Linked DNA regions of Danio rerio: region 1 is linked to region 2. Evidence: chromatin contacts called from public Hi-C data. All regions are on one chromosome and are shown on one strand. The core of a region is the stretch at or near the end of the contact, and the rest is flanking DNA. Distances in the headings are between cores, read along the strand shown. Region 1 holds the start of robo4 (roundabout, axon guidance receptor, homolog 4 (Drosophila)). Region 2 overlaps pknox2 (pbx/knotted 1 homeobox 2).

Region 1 (2,911 bases), core at 362-2,861, 220 kb after region 2:
AGGGCATGTCTTTGGACTGTGAGAGAAACCGGAGCACGTGAAGGAAACCCACGCGAACACGGGGAGAACATGCAAACTCTACACAGAAATGCCAACAAGCCCAATCAGGACTCAAACCAGCAACCTTCTTGCTGTGAGGTGACAGTGCCACCACTGAGCCACCTAACTTGACTTTATGACTTTGAAATATCTGTAAAATAGCACTCGAACCATTTATTTTAAGACTGAAAGCTCCATCCTCCATTATTCAGTCTCCATTTGTGTCCTCAAATAGAAATAATATCATGCAGGTTTTGGCTGACATGATTGTGTGATTAAACGGCGGCAAAATATTCACTTTTGGCTCAAATGTGTTTAAGAGCAGCTGCAAAACATTCGCTGACGTTGATCTTTACTTAAGCAGAACAGTATTGTACAACCTGTGATATTTCCATGTCTCATTCTCAGGCTTACAGTTTTAAAAGTATTGGGAGGTTTGTGGAATTAAAGCCCGATCAGGTCAGGTCTGTTAACTCAGCATGTTTCTTCTGTTCCTCTGTGCTGAAACAGCAGGACTGGAGAGTGGAACACAAGACCAGACTGCATGAGACAAATTGCTTTCTCAGTCCCATTTGATTCAACCTCTGTGATGACTGGAACACATACTGCGCACGCCAAGAGGAACAAATTTATCCCTTTTTTTGCATTCGGCTTTGTGAATGATGAAAAATCTTTAAACATATGTGAACAAAAAAGAAGGAAAGAAAGAAAGGAAACGGCCTGTGTCACCCTTCATGCTGCTCAGTAATCAAATTCAACTCGGTTTCTGTTGTCTGATAATTGAAATGTTTAAGTGTGAAAATCGAAATGATCTCCACTCGGAGCGAAACATCTTCACTTCGACAAATGAGAACGTTCCAGTCGCATTACCGATTTGGTCCGCTCACCTCTCCTCTCCAAATAAAATAGAAATTGTGTTGAGAAAGTGTGAATCCCCCTCCTTCCACCAGACAAAAGCCATTCCTTTCATAGCCGACAAGCAGCCAGAGGCTTTGGAGAGGGTCAGTTTTGTTTGAAAACACTCCCTCTCTCATGCTTTTGAGAGAGTAGCTTGATGCAGAAATGAAGGGTGTCTACTTCCCCTTTTGTTCAACGGGCCAATAGCAGTCAGGCAATGCGTTTTCCGCCGTTTGATGTTTTAAAGAGCCAAAGAGTTTGTCACTCTGAAGGATTTGATCAGTCGACTCGCAGACACTTGATTAATGGAACTGATCCCTTTCGGTATGGGAGATCCCCTTCGGTCCCCTCCCCGTTCACTCGCGGGCCTTGTTTTCCGTCTTTGGGACGTGCAGAACGAATGACACAGATGTTGTTGGAGGAGACAGTCCCCATCCCTCTCCTCCTCTCCCGCACTCCCAGCATGGGGCCTGAAACTTGTTTTTCAATCATTGTTTCCGCCAACTTCTTTCCCAAAAGAGAAAAGCGAGGCGAGAAAGAGGAGGGAGAGAGCGGAGGGAGCGCTAAATAAAAGAGGGAGGGAAAGTAAATACAAAGCATTTGTGGAATATAAAGAAAAAACATTCTTTATAACAATCTCTCGATAATTTAGGACTGTGGGGAGAAGGGTGGACCACAGTTGGGATGGTGTAGCGGAGGGTGCAGGGCCAGAGGAGAGGAGATTTAGGCTGAAGATGCAGGTGTCTGCATGGATGTTGTGGGTGGCATGGCTGTGTACTTGCAGCAAGGCGGTGCGCCAGTGCGCGTGCCCACCTGATGAACAGGTGGCACAGAGGTCAGAGGGAAAAGGACACCTACGCCATCGTCTGATGCATCAGCGAGCATCACACAGAGACCGGGCCCATCGCAGGAAAGGTAAAACTAATGGCTTTTATTGGATTATTAAACTTAAGCATTATAATAAAATCATTTTCTTTCTCTCCAATTTCCTGACAAATGACAAAAAGTTAAATATTTTTATGTTGCTTTAACTTATTTTAATAAGGTAATCAGGATTAATTTTTTTGAGTTATACAAAGTTTAACTTCATATTTTTAGTCAGTTTGATTAAACTAACAAATTTAAGAGGGCAAGATTTATTTTTATACTATAGTTTAGATTTAGTGAATAATTTATTACTGCAACATTTATATTAGTTTTTATTTAAAAAAAAAAAAAAACAATATTTAGAAATCAATGGTAAATTTATTCAGAAATGAATGGTTTGAGCATCCGCTCGCTCTGCGTATCAGCATGGGGTCCACAGCATGAAATCAGAAAGACAGTGATAACTTGATAAACCCTTTTTTTCACTTCGTGATTTTCACTCGTGGTCACTGCTGATTTAATTTACATGTGAAAAATACAGTTGAAGTCAGAATTAGTAGCCCCCTGTTTATTTTTTCCCCAATTTTTATTTAACAGATTTTTTTCAACACATTTCTAAACAGTTTTGTAACTCATCTCTAATAACTGATTTATTTAATCTTTGCCATGATGACATACATCATATTTGACTAGATATTTTTCAAGACACTTATATAAAGCTTAAATTGACATTTAAAGGCTTAGCTAGGTTAATTAGGTTAACTAGGCAGAATAGGGTAATTAGGCAAAAAATATAGCTTAAAGGAGCTAATAAATTTGACCTTAAAATGGTTTTTAAAAATTTTAAAACTGTTTTTATTCTAGCCAAAATAAAACAAATAAGACTTTCTCCAGAAGAAAAAATATTATCAGACATACTGTGAAAAATTCCCTGCTCTGTTAAACATCATTTGGGAAATATTTAAAAAACAAAATGCAAAAGGGGTTAATAATTCTGACTTCAACTGTATATTAAGTGAGTGTGACGGTACCATAGTGTGTTGCATTTATATGCTTACTTGAAGTCTCACTGTTTAAAAAAAATAAATAAATAAAAAATGTTATATTT
Region 2 (3,132 bases), core at 346-2,845:
CAATTTAAGATTTTTAAGACCCTTTTAAGACCATTATGAATGAAATTTTAGACTTATAAAAGGCTAAACACTACTGATTATTTCTAATTACCTGATTGGGCCAGTGAATTTTTTGATTTGCTCGGCACAAAAAATAAATAAATAAAAAAAATAATCAAGTGTACAGTAATCATTACTTAACGGCATAATTTAATGTGTCAAAACAAGAAAACTCTCGTTGTATAAATTTTTTTATGACACGTTTAACATTGTTAAAAAGGCATATTTATTGTGGAGGCAATTACATAAATATTCAAAAATATATACAGCATTTGTTGGCTTTTGGTCCAAATTGATTGACTATAACTTCTATTCAACCTAAAGCATTTCTGCTATAAAACCTTAAGTTTCATGTCTATTTATAAATATTATGTTTACTCGCTTTTTTTGTAAATGTTTTTTGAATGAATGGTAGATTACATAAAGGGATAATGTGCTCTGACATTATCTGATTTTTTTAAGATGAATTGTTGGTGATTGGATGGATGTCGGCCCGATTGGGTAGCTTTACTTGAACAGAGGAAAATTAAGACCTGTTTAAAATTATTTAAGACATACAACACAGTATTTCAGTGAATTGAAGAGTTTTTAAGATTTATTACGACCCCACAGATAAAAGCTAGTAGATTATTTGTAATTGTTACTGAGTGAGTTAATATTCGGAAATAATATATTAGTAAAAAATATATAGATATAAGTACTGTTAGCGAATAAGCAAGCAAGCATGAAAAATTCTGGAAATCTGCAAACTAATAACAATTGTAAATGTATATACAGTTGAAGTCAGAATTATTATCTCCTTTAAATTTTTTAATTATCTATGTTTAACAGAGCAAGGACAATTTCACAGTATGTTTGATAATATTTCTTCTTCTAGAGAAAGTCTTATTTGTTTTATTTTGGCTGGAATAAAAGCAGTTTTTAAATTTTTGATTATTAAAAATTATTAGCTATTTTAAGCTATAAACTTTTTTGATAGTCTCCTGAACAAACCATCGTTATACAAATAACTTACCTAATTACCCCCTCCCACGTAGTTATCCGTATTAACCCAGTTAAGCCTTTAAATGTCACTTTAAGCAGTATAAGTGTTTCGAAAAATATCTAGTCAAATATTATATCTGTCATCATGGCAAAGATAAAAGAAATCAATTTTTAGAAATGAGTTATTAAAACTTTTATGTTAAGAAGTGTGTTTAAAAAAAATTCTGTTAAACAGAAATTGGGGAAAAAGTAAACAGGGAGGCTAATAATTCTGACTTCAACTATACAAACACACACACACACACACACACACACACACACACACACACACACACACACACACACACACACACACACACACTTGTAACAAAATGTTGTGGATAAATAAGAATACACCCACTAATGCATGAAATGGATAATTAGATTTGGTTGATACATTTTTACTTTTTATTTAGTCGTCTAACTTTTGTCATAAAGCTTAATAGAATATGACTGACTGTCTGAGTTGTTTGTGCCGTGTGTCTGCAGGACTCCAGCTACAATGGAATCGGGCCAGAAGCGCTGTGTGGGTCTGTGCTGAGATTTCATCTTCTTGGCTTTGGGAGCAGGGTCAGGATTACTGGCATCCAGCATGGGCTGCAGAATACGCCTGCGGGCATTGATAAACCTTCCAAAACACAGGAGAATGAGGAAAAAAGTACACGGATAAGAGCGGGATTTTTGTTAAAAGCCACAGAACGTGCACGTCATAAACACAGTGTGTGATTCTGGTGGTGGCCGTTAGATGGCGCCAGTTTGTTGTGGATCAAACACACTGGACAAACTAACGAGTCTCTTACCAGTTGTTCACCTGTAATAAGGTAAGGTTTGTTTGCGCTGCAATCTGTCTTTTCTCATCTTCTGTTGGATAAGGGTGCTGGAAAATGGAAAACAGAATGAATAAGTAAAATTCTGAGGTAAAATTAAGGGTAAAGATAACTCTAATATGAACAGTTTCCCATTCATTTACACTCCGTCAAACTGTTTATGAGAATTTTACTGTTTACTCATGTTCATTTTTCCATGAGTATAACATAAAAAAGAAAGCTGAAACCACTGATCCTTGGTAATGCAGCACTTTAAAAGTTATCATTATGTGGCACATAATGATACACTGACAATTTTACTGAAGCAAAAAGATCAACCTGTGTAAGAAACTGTGTAAAAAGATCCTTAAATGTCAGCAGCGAAATACTCTGATTGCTGAAATGAAATTAATTAAGCATGTTTTGTGTTTTTTTTAACAATTGCAGATTTGCTTTTCTCTGTTTTTGTTTATTTTAAAGCATACTGAATCTGTAACTGCAGTAATCAGTCAATAACTGAGCAAGCAAAATATCTGGCATAGCTTATTTGAAAAAATAACACCGTTTACAACATTATTACCCTTAATTAACAGTCCTAGTTGCATTTATGACAGGATGCAAACTCACACCAGAGCTGCTGCTGTTTGTCAGATAAAGAGGACATGTGTATTGTAATATTACTCAAAATGATACACTGTAAAACCCAACAGTTAAATTTATCAAATGAAATGAGTGCAGTTAACTCAAACTTTACTGAAAGTGAATTCTACTCATTTGAAAAGAGTTTTGAGTTCAGTGTTGAAGGTAATGAGTTAATTAAACACCTAATTACTTTAAATGGAGTAAGTTCACAGTACTCTAGATTTGTTTTTTAACTCAAATAGTTTGTAGCAATCGGTTTCCTCAGACGGTTTGAGTTGGCTTATTAGGTCTTACAGTACTCAGTTGGTTTGAGTTTTCTCAGATGGTTCGAGTTACCTTAAAGTTTTGAGTTTAACAGTGTACTTGTGCTGAAACTTATGTTAAAAACTATATAGGTCATCTTACATTCAAGTTTGGCTCTACAGTTATGTCATAACATTCGTAAGCTTGCTTGTTGAGCATGTGCAAAGGTACTAATGTTCTAAATATTGTTTAATTTCTAGCATAGATCATTCCGTAAGATCTCAATGTATCACCAGGGGTTACATGTATTCATGTTGTTTTGCCTGTGTGTGTTTTTGACCCTCAAAGTTCAGTTATAACCATTAACATGTATTAAAAT

What was found. A called contact is a pair of places that touch in the nucleus more often than the background predicts.
Region 1: a Hi-C map of embryo shows a contact between it and region 2, with 2.7 times the contacts expected there. The contact joins the promoter of robo4 here to the enhancer-like site in region 2. A contact is called at or near these places in 5 of 18 Hi-C or Micro-C datasets (caudal fin, embryo, hematopoietic stem cells and 1 more) and 1 of 4 datasets of contacts at active chromatin or transcription factors (caudal fin).

What each region holds. Positions count from the first base shown.
Region 1 is chr10:36,235,882-36,238,792 of GRCz12tu, forward strand. robo4 (roundabout, axon guidance receptor, homolog 4 (Drosophila)) reads left to right here and starts at 1,612. Exons shown (of 19, transcript XM_684163.10): 1 at 1,612-1,851. The coding sequence starts at 1,671. It overlaps LOC141376413 (a long non-coding RNA gene), which reads right to left. Exons shown (of 4, transcript XR_012386437.1): 3 at 152-1,499.
Region 2 is chr10:36,013,901-36,017,032 of GRCz12tu, forward strand. pknox2 (pbx/knotted 1 homeobox 2) reads right to left here. Exons shown (of 11, transcript NM_153654.2): 9 at 1,863-1,939; 10 at 1,521-1,690. Among named protein-coding and RNA genes, the nearest start is that of pknox2, 150 kb to the right of the region's middle. Within about 2 kb of position 1,596, at least 3 of the 62 cell types and tissues checked have an H3K27ac peak or open chromatin away from gene starts, as enhancers often do.